2 separate regions of the Ovis aries genome follow, and region 2 is linked to region 1. The links are chromatin contacts, called in public Hi-C maps. All regions are on one chromosome and are shown on one strand. Each heading gives the region's core, a stretch centred on a gene start, on an enhancer-like site or on the middle of the called end of the contact. The rest is flanking DNA. Distances are from core to core; before and after follow the strand shown. Region 1 has its middle 100 kb from the start of TRNAS-GGA. Region 2 has its middle 130 kb from the start of TRNAC-ACA.

Region 1 (4,889 bases), core at 1,579-4,078:
GGAAGCCCCAGAGAAAGACAGAGACCCAGTGCAAAATAGCCTAAAGTATGTTTCAACAAAAAAGTAATGAGAATCATAATCTACTTTATAGAACAGAAAAGCATGCAGCTGCGGGGCAGGAATGCAAATCCAGTCTGCCACCTGCTTTTATAAATAAAGTTTTATTGAAACATAGTCATGCCCATTTGTTTACACACTGTCCATGGTCATATTCACCCTACAATGAAAAGCTGAGAGACCATAGTCCCCTGCAAGGGCAAATTACTTACTATAGAATTTTTTCCAGAAAAATGCTTCAGACCCCCCATCTACATGGGCACTCTCCTCTCTCTCTCTCTTTAGTCGCTCAGTCATGTCCAACTCTTGCAACTCCGTGGACTGTAGCCTGCCAGGCTCCTCTGTCCATGGGATTCTCCAGGCAAGAATACTGGAGTGGGCTGTGATTCCCTTCTCCAGGGGATCTTCCCAACCCAGGAATCAAACCTGGGTCTCCTGCATGGCAGGCAGATTATTTACCGACTGAGCTATGAGGGAAGCCCCAAACTGTTAGGAAACACATGGCAATATGTGGGTACTGGACATGTTTAATTCCACTTAATCATTCCAGTGACCTTTGCCCTGTAAGTATTATTAAATGAACTTTGCAGATGGAGGCTAAGAGAAGAAGCTGCTCGAAGTCACATAAATTAAAGAGAAGTATCTGGATTTGGCCCAAAGGCACTGCTGCTTCTTCAGACACCTGTAAGCTGAGATATGCTCTCAACCTCTGCATTGGCAGATGATTCTGATTAATGATGAGGGGCTGGAGAAAGCCTTCAGGAGGGGAGGAGTGGCTGGTGGACAGCAGAGTGGCAGGAGAGAACTCAGCCAGCAGCAGAGGGGACCTTGAGAAAGAATGTTAGAACTGCAGAGCCAGACGGAGCCATCAAGATCAAGCTCACAATACCCTTCATCTTAATCAGCTGGGGCTGCTGTCAGAAAATCCCAGCGACCGAGGGTCTTAAGCCACAGACATTCATTCTCACAGTTTTAGAGGCCGGAAGTCCAAAATCAAGGGGCAGTTTCTGCTCCTGGTGAGCAGCCACTTCCTGGCTAACAGATGCTGTTTTTCTTTCTTTCTTTCTTTCTTTTTTTTTTTTTTTTTTACGAGGATACTAATCCAATGACGGGGCCCCTAGCTCATGACCTCATGAACCTAATTACCTCCCAAAGGCCTACGCCACATATCATCACATTCTGGGTTAGGGCTCCAACATGGAATTCGAGGGGGGTTGCAAACATTCAGTTCTACGGAAGGGACTGGAGACCAGAGAAGTAAAGGAACGCACTCAGGGTCGCACAGCAATAGACTGAGCTGGAAGCAAAACACGCTTAGAGCTTTGCAGAGTCTCAGCCTTTTCTGGGCCAATCGTGCCTCCCTATCAGATGCCCTGTGTTTACTCTGGGCTGATCACCATCCCAGGGAGCACTGGAGCTTTGTGCTGTTTGCAGTCAGAATCAAGCCAGTTGCAGGCTTGCTGTTTGTTTTACCTGCATGCCCTCATGTGATAGTCGTTTCTGTTTGACCAGGTGCAGAGAAAGGACACAGGACTGGAAGTCAGCCAACCTGGCATCCTGTTTGTCACCGGCTCCATGTGTGACCTTGGATCAGTCACTTAAATACTCTGACTCCATCTGACTGTGTAAAATGTGGGGCAGAGATAAACAGCCCTTTCCTTTTGACTCCAATTGTTCCTATCAAATAAAATTGATTAACATAGAGATCGTTAAGGGACCAAAGACCACACACCCATCAGCTGGTCATCCTTGCTTTTCTGTCACATTTGATCTCATCAGATCAAGAATCAGGAATGCATTATTTGAATTTGGGAGACACACAATATTAAGGAGCAGAATTCAGGCACGCATTGCACAGAAAAGTATTAACTGAGCTTATTTTTTGTCAGGATATGTGCTTCACGCTAGGATGCAGCTGTGAATAAAACAGGGGTGATCAGACAGTGCCATGTGATGTGAGAAATGCCACACAGAAGAGGAAGGGAAGAATAATGATACCAAGAGGCTCCAGAGCAAGACGGCCTGGATTCGACCACTGATGGCACCTAATTGCCTGTGTAGCCTTATACACATTCTTTAATTTCTCTCATCTGTGAAACAGAGACAAAAATAGTTTAAAATAAATAAATGAACAAGAAGCAGACTCAGATATAGAGAAGAAACTAGTGGTCACCCGTGGTTGGAAGGAGTAGAATTTCCAAACTGTTGGGTGTAAGATAGACTACAAGGATGTACTTACTGTACAGCATGGGGAAGATAGCCAATAGCTTGTGAAAAATGTAAATGGAAAATAACCTCTGACAATTGTATTAAGAATGTTAAAAAAGTTGTTTTAAATGGTATCTGTCTCAGTGTTGGCAGGGAGAATCAGTTGAGCAAATTCTTACAAAGTTCTCTAAAGTGTGCTGCTCAGTGAGGCACGCCAGCTCTCATGGAGGTGATGGAGAGGTGCTGGGTGACAAAGGAGAAGGAAGAAACGGCACCTACGTGATTCAGGCCAGGGTTGAGGGGACACAGCAATGCGGGCTCCCCAAGGGGGGTGACATCAAAGAGGCTCAAAGAACGAGCCGGAGTCAGAGTGGTGGAGGGCAGGGGTGGGGAGTCTCCCTGGAAGGGGGAATCTCATGTGTGAAGTCCCTCAGACAAGGGAGAATAGGAGTTTTGGGGGAACCAAGAAGTAGGTGACAGGTGAGGCTGGGAGATCAGCCCAAGTCTAATACCAAAGACTTTCTAGCCCCTGTCTCCCACTCTGGAGCTAGAGCTGTATAACCCACCACACAATTTACCTGCTCAGCCATGTGAAAAGCACTGGAGGAATCCAGCCTTAGGGGCCACGTGGGCGCTGGGGGTTGGAGTTTGGTCAAGCAGGAGTTTTGTCCGAAGCTGCCAGGGACAGAAGGATCAGGGTGTGGGCTGGCTGTGCAAGGTCAGGCTCAGCCAGAGAAAGAGCCAGAGCAGCTGGAGCGGAAAACAAAGCCAAGAGGGCAGAGGGCAGCCAAGTAGACGTGGGAAGAAAGCAGAGAGAGAGGGAGCTCACGGAGAAGAAGTCATGGGGCTCAAGACAAGTGTCCAAGGAAGGCCGGAGGGCCAGCCTGTGTGAAGGGTCCTGTGTGAAGGGCCCTGATCGCAGGGTCCGTGGGGGCACCAGGCGGCTTGACAGCCAAGGGTCTGGATGGATGCCCAGCACCCTCACATGCTCATGAGGCCGGTCAAGGTGAACTCGGGGAAGATCTCTGTCAGACCTGTGCTCAAGCACTGCCCTCTCTTGCCCTGGTGGGATGTGGGGTCTTTAGGGGGACTTTCTACCATCATCACCCCCAGGGTGTCTGGGAGGAAAGTGTTGGGAGAAACAGCTTTCAACAGCCTCTGCTCTAAAGCCAGAAGATCTATGATGACCACTGCACCTCCATCTCATGCCTGTGTGAGTGTAGATTGTAATGGAGCTGTTGGCTTATTTTTTACGAGGATTACATACAGCTGCTTCATGCTTGAAACAGAGTGCGTCCTCTGTGTAATTAAGTAGTTTGGTTTAGCTTTACCCACGTACGCAGGAACGTTTATCTAAGCCTATATTCTAGGCTCCCTGTTGGCTGTTCAGAACATGAAGAGTAGGGCATAGTCCCTGCCAATAAGCAGCTTACAGCCTAATGAGTAAATCAGGCAAGGGAACGGTGAGTTCTAGCGGCTGGGCAGAGAGAAGCCAGTGGTGCTGGGGAGGCTGGATGAGCTTGATGAAGGGAAAAATGGGTTGGAAACAGACGTATAGATAGTAAACGCAGACTTACCTGTCCAAATGACTCACACTTCTAACAAAGATCCAGGGAGGGAAGAGGAACAAATATTGACAAAAACAAGAACTACTGGGGACTTCCTTCATGGTCCAGCGGTTAAGACTCCATGCTTCCAACTCAGGGGGCACAGGTTCTATCCCCAGTCAGGGAACTGAGTTCCAATATACTGTGAGATCAAAAAATTAAAAACAAACAAACAAAAATAAAAACTGTGAAGATAAAGTGGTGATAAAGTTCTGAGAAGGTACTGCCATATCACCAACCCCTGGGCCACCTCTTAGAGAAGACCTTCTTCTCCGTTATTAAACAGAAAAAAGTTGCTGACAGACATTGCTTTTGTGGCTCGGAAAAAATAAGTACTTCAAAACGTTACCAACAAGTTGCTACCGAGTCTCCTTTTCTTCCTGATATTCAGGCTTCTGGGTTTTTATTGTTCCCCATTGATTTACCATGCAATAAAAATAAATATGAAAGGCAATGGATTTGTCCTATGGAAAAAAGAAGGTATCAGCGAGTTTCAAATACATTTAGGGTTTTATTTCTATTTGAATTTCATGTTTTAAAATGTGAATATATTAAGGGTTAGGATAATGATCATTCTAAGTGACTCCATCATCGAAACATTTAAAACAAGAAAAACGTTTTTGCCTACAAAGCAAAGTGAAAATGGAAGTAGCTACCAGACTAATCAGAATAATTTAAGCCTCCGTAACATCACTTTTTTTTGTTTTCTGTGTTACAAATAGCGTGAAAAGAAGAGAAGTGAAAAGCAAAGGAGAAAAGGAAAGATATACACATTTGAATGCAGAGTTCCAAAGAATAGCAAGGAAAGATAAGAAAGCCTTCCTCAGTGATCAGTGCAAAGAAATAGAGAAAAACAATAGAATGGGAAAGACTAGAGATCTCTTCAGGAAAATTAGAAATACCAAGGGAACATTTCATGCAAAGATAGGCTCAATAGAGAACAGAAATGATATGGACCTAACAGAAGCAGAAGATATTAAGGAGGGGTGACAAGAATACACAGAAGAACTGTACAAA
Region 2 (5,066 bases), core at 524-3,023, 380 kb after region 1:
GCAGAGGTCAAGAGCAGAGCTGGCAGCAGAAGCTGCCTTCGGAGCTCTTAAGAAGACCTCTCTCCACTGTTCCCTGCTGCTCCCAGGGACACAGGTCACTCAGCAGAGTCAGCCTCTCTCCATTTTCCACTCAGTCTCATCTTGTTCTTGGTCTTTTCCCAAGACTCCCATGTGATGTGGTGAGCACCTGGGCCCTTTGGGAGGATAAGTTTACAGGTACTGGAAGGCCACGCACAGGAGTTATTCTCGTTTTGTGGGGGCTGTCCTTAAACCTTATTTTGATTCCTCCATGCGTCAATGAATTAGTGAGCTATGTCTCAGTGTGTCTCCAGAATGAAACCTGGAAATAAGGAAATCTAAGAAAAGGACCACTTGGATCTCCTCTGGATAGGCGCCTGATGGATTGGCAGCCCCAGGCCCACCCTTTGGGATCTGCCTCTGGGTCCATGGTGAGGCCACACTTTCACCAGCGAGAGGATGAACACAGCGGCATCCTCTAAGAGACCTTTACAGTGTGACCCAAGACTCCTAAGTTGAATGACTTTGGCTCATGGACTCCCCATCTGCCTGATCAGAGCTGTGTAAGCCTGCACTGCAGACCTAGAATCTTCCTAGCCAGCCCTCCGTCCTTCCCTTCTCCTCCCTAGGGGCAAGTCTGCATCTCTGTTTTAAGGTTCTCTGCCTGCTTCTGCTCCTCCTGTTTTCCCAAAACAGGCATTTCTTCCCCAAAATTTCTTGTGCGTTTGAACCTATCTGGACACTTCCTTGGCTAGAAAGATCTGAACTCTGTAGTCATCCCAGATAGACGGAGGGAGGGGGCAGAGACAGGGGAGGAAGGAAAGCTGATGGAGGGTGTTGCCATGGTGACCACAGTGGTCCACCAGATGCTCAGCCCTGCCTGGTGCCTTCTGAGAAATCGTGCCACTCAGCTCAGAATTCTATCACCTGTTTCTCCTTCCCCTGCCTGAGTGTTACTTAGGTTATTAACTGTTTTGCAAGTAGTACATCCTGAAGACTGCACTGCCTCTCCAGATGGCTAGATGGGGCCAAGCAGTCCACTCCAGAGCCCAAGCTCTTTATCACTAAGCTATGCCCCTCCAATGTATTGCAACATTTAAAAGCTTGACTTTGAAACCAACCTGATGTCCAAGGGTTACTTTTATTTGGTCACAAATTAGAAACAGTTTGGCAGTGAATACCTTTCTTACTTCAATATCTCATATTGGCAGGGTGGAAAATCCAGCTAGCAACTGTTATAAGACCATGACTGCTTGCTAGCTGTGTGACCTTGGGAAGATGACTTAACCCCTCTGAGCTTCCATTTCTTCATAAATCAAAAGCAGATAATCCATCTTCTGACTCCACAGAGCCATTTCGAGGATATGCCTGAGGTGGCGCAGTTGGTAAAGAATCTGCCTGCCAGTGCAGGAGACACAGAAGACTCAGGTTCAGATCCTGGGTGGGGAAGATCCCTTGGAGGAAATGGCAACCCACTCCAGTATTCTTGCCTGGGGGCAGGCTACAGCCCACAGGGTTGTAAAGAGTCAACATGACTGAGCACGCACATCATGTACCTGAAGGAACTTCGTAAACTCTATAGTGCTATCCAAGAAACGGATTATGCTCCTGGAATAATCTTGACCTTTTTTCCTACTTCCCTGCTCTCTGCTGTTTCTAAAACAAATGCATACTTTGTCTTGTCTCTCCTTCCCTGCACCCACCCCCACTGTGTTCTAGGCGCTTCCTCTGATTACAAAACTGGTTTCACAATCTCACCAGGACAGGTTGTTTCATTCTATTCCAACCTAGTGTAGATAACACAGATTTAAGGGTTTGTAATCCATCCTTCATTGATCAATGTTCTTGGCTGTTACACGCTTGCCTGAACTCCATCCCATTCAGTCATAGCGTCAAAGGCTTAAGAACAATGAGTGGTTTCATCTCTCTCTCATATCAGCTGGGAAGCTTTCTCTTAACCCTCTCCTCCTAAAGTGATCCCTAGGTTTTATTGGGCTTTTCACCTCTCCAAGACTCTCATGAGGGCTAAGGCTCCTCTCCCCAGGAAGAAATAAAAATAAAAGCGCACAAGCCTGTGTATACACACATACGCACATAAGCACACAGATATACACACATTCATAAACCAGGTACAATTCTGGGGCGATTCACAGATCCTCATAAACCCCGGGACTGTGGGTGCAGGTCTGAGGTGAAACATGGATCTCTGATATCAGATAAATCAGGTTTTAAATGCTGATTGTAAAATATTTTAACAATGATCCTGGCTCACAGGAAATGTTCAACAAGTGACAGCTGTATCATTAAAATAACATAGCATCTCCAGAGACATTATTCAGTCCCAGGAAATGATCAAGAAAAAACCTGGACAGCTTAAAACAGAAATTTCCGTTTCCTAGAGAAGAGAGGTTTCCATTCAACCGTGGAGGAGCCTAGGGCAGGTTCTCCCCCTGCTGGCCCCTGGTCAACCTGCATCCATGGGTTTGATTGCACTGGGTGTGGGCGTGGTCCTTGGGAAGGCAATGGGAACCGAGGTGGGAGATGAGGAATTAGAGGGCCCGTGGCCTACTTCCCTGGAGCCAGGGAACATACTGGAAAAGCTAAAGACAGGGACGTGTGTCTCTCCCTTTGTTTCTCTCCATTTTCCTTTTTTAAGCCCTAATTATCATATTTCCTGAGCACATTCTTCCTGGGTATCTGCTGTGGGGAGACGGCATAATCCCACATGAATAAGATACAGCCCTACTCACAGACCCTGCCTAAGGTCTCACTCTTAGGAAGCGTGCCTTCCTTCCTGACTTAGAGTTTCAGTTGAAAGCAGAGAGCACAGATCCACACTGGATGGTGTAATGATTCAAAGCAGGGGCTTTGAACTCTGACTCACAGCCCTGCCCTTGCTCACAGAGTGATGGGTTCACTGGGCCTCTCTGAGCCTCAGTTTCCTCATCTATAAAACAGGGTTAATAACAGCCTCCCCTCCCCCTCCAGCATGGTTAAGCAAATTTGTAAACAGTATTATGGATGCACCACAGAGAGTTTAGCAATAAAAAGAATTTAAGTAGTAGGTATTTGTGCTTCCCTGGTGTCTCAGACGGTAAAGAATCCACCTGCAATGCAGGAGACTTGGGTTTAATTCCTGGGTTGGGAAGCGATTAGCATTATTTTTATTCTACTATAGAAATCATTAATCAGTAAAAACCCTTTTTATTTTTAAAATTCCACAGTAATACTTGATTGTTACATAAGGTCAAACCACTTGGAAATTGCTAGCATTCAACCAGTGTTGACCTACAAAGCTAACACATTTCCCTATGGTGGTGGTTTAGTCGCTAAGTCATGTCTGACTCTCGCGAACCCCATGGACTGTAGCCTGGTTCCTCTGTCTATGGGATTTTCCAGGCCAGAATACTGGAGTGAGTTGCCTTTCCCTTCTCCAGGGGATCTTCCCAACCCAGGGATGGAACCCAGGTCCCCCACATTGCAGGCAGATTTTTTATCAGCTGAGCTACCAGGGAAGCCCTAGGAGTGAAGTCTTGATCCAATCAGGTCGTTGCTTTTTTAGCTTAATCTGGCAAGTGAAGGAGGGGTCAAATTTTCCCAGAGGGTAGCAGCAGGGTTATGAGTGGAGCACACGGACATTGAAGTCATCACTAATATCCACTCTGCTTGAGAGCACTATCCTGTTTTCTGTAGGACTCCTCCAGCAGCAATAGCCAGCCTGTCTGTCTGCCGCCCCCACCAACACCCCCTCCCCCCGCCCCCGGCCCAGGGGCAGAGTGCTGCCTCAACAGGTACACTTGGCTTTGGCGAGTGAGCGATGTGGCCTTGGCAAGCTGTTTCATCGGCTCCTGGAGATGAGATGAACTGTTACTTTTGACCTTATAATTTCCCAATCTCTCTGGGTAATCAGGATTTGGGCTAGAGCACAATTGCTTACTGGAGTAAAACTGTGGTAGAGTTAAACCCGCTGCCTCTCTTTATTGTTCCAAGCATTTTGCCAACATCAACAACTCCTTGCTATTTTTGGAACTGGAATGTTGCTATCAGGGTATGCACAGCCTAGAAGGACTTAGCCATGTGTACCAGAAGTTTCTTAAACGCACAGAAGTTCCTGTTCAGGGCGTAGACGGAACTGTGTCCAGAAGGGTCTGCTTCTCAGTCTCCTGGCCTTGGGGCTGATGAAATTCCCATCAGTGTAGACGCAGCTGAACGACGGTGCCGTCACTTACTATAGACGCTCAGTTTGTTCCCACTACTCCAGTGAAAGAGTGAACGTGGGGGTGTAAGACTGCAGGGCTAGGGGACAAGGGCCCTGGGCCCTAACTCTGTTAGCTGAGTCTATGACTCAGAGCAAGTTACCCATTCTCTCTGATCTGTAGTTCCCCCAGAGAAAGAGCAATGGGTTTGAATCAGGCGATCGCTAAATTTCTTTCTGTTGTTGTCTTCAAGCTCTCTATACCTAACAGAAATCCTTTCTCCTCCTTCTCTGAGTCTATGCATTAGAAAGTAGCAAGATTCAAGTGTCTAAGGGAGAACTAGAAATTATGAGAATTTGCGTTGTTCATTAAACACACGATAAAGAGAATAAAGAGGCAACATAGATTATAGTTCATGTATCAGACAAAGGATGTATACCAACATATATAAGAAAGAAAGAAAAGTGAAGTCGCTCAGTCGTGTCCGACTCTTTGTGACCTCATGGACGGTAGCCTAACAGGCTCCTCCATCCATGGGATTTTCCAGGCAAGAATACTGGAGTGGGTTGCCATTGCCTTTTCCAGGAGATCTTCCCAACCCAGGGATAGAACCTGGGTCTCCCACATTGTAGCCAGATGCTTTACTGTCTTAGCTACCAGGGAAGCGCAGGAGCAAGAAGTCCAGATCAATCACTAATTCAGGCAGGAGAATCTGTTAAGGGCAAAGGTGGCAGCCATAGAGATGCTGAGCAGTGGCGAGATGCTTGAGATAACATTAAGGAGACTCAGAAGGATTCATGGGTTAAAAAAAAAAAGTTGCATATATTCTTTCCCTAATTCCATCAGAAGCCT

Evidence for each region. Hi-C and Micro-C count contacts between places; a contact is called where the count stands out from the background.
Region 2: a Hi-C map of liver shows a contact between it and region 1, with 7 times the contacts expected there. The contact joins two enhancer-like sites. A contact is called at or near these places in 2 of 16 Hi-C or Micro-C datasets (liver and mixed tissues).

What each region holds. Positions count from the first base shown.
Region 1 is chr6:110,621,708-110,626,596 of ARS-UI_Ramb_v3.0, forward strand. No RefSeq gene overlaps it. Among named protein-coding and RNA genes, the nearest start is that of TRNAS-GGA, 100 kb to the left of the region's middle. Within about 2 kb of position 2,829, at least 5 of the 54 cell types and tissues checked have an H3K27ac peak or open chromatin away from gene starts, as enhancers often do. A contact at or near this core is called in liver, where this site is marked.
Region 2 is chr6:111,005,603-111,010,668 of ARS-UI_Ramb_v3.0, forward strand. No RefSeq gene overlaps it. Among named protein-coding and RNA genes, the nearest start is that of TRNAC-ACA, 130 kb to the right of the region's middle. Within about 2 kb of position 1,774, at least 5 of the 54 cell types and tissues checked have an H3K27ac peak or open chromatin away from gene starts, as enhancers often do. A contact at or near this core is called in liver, where this site is marked.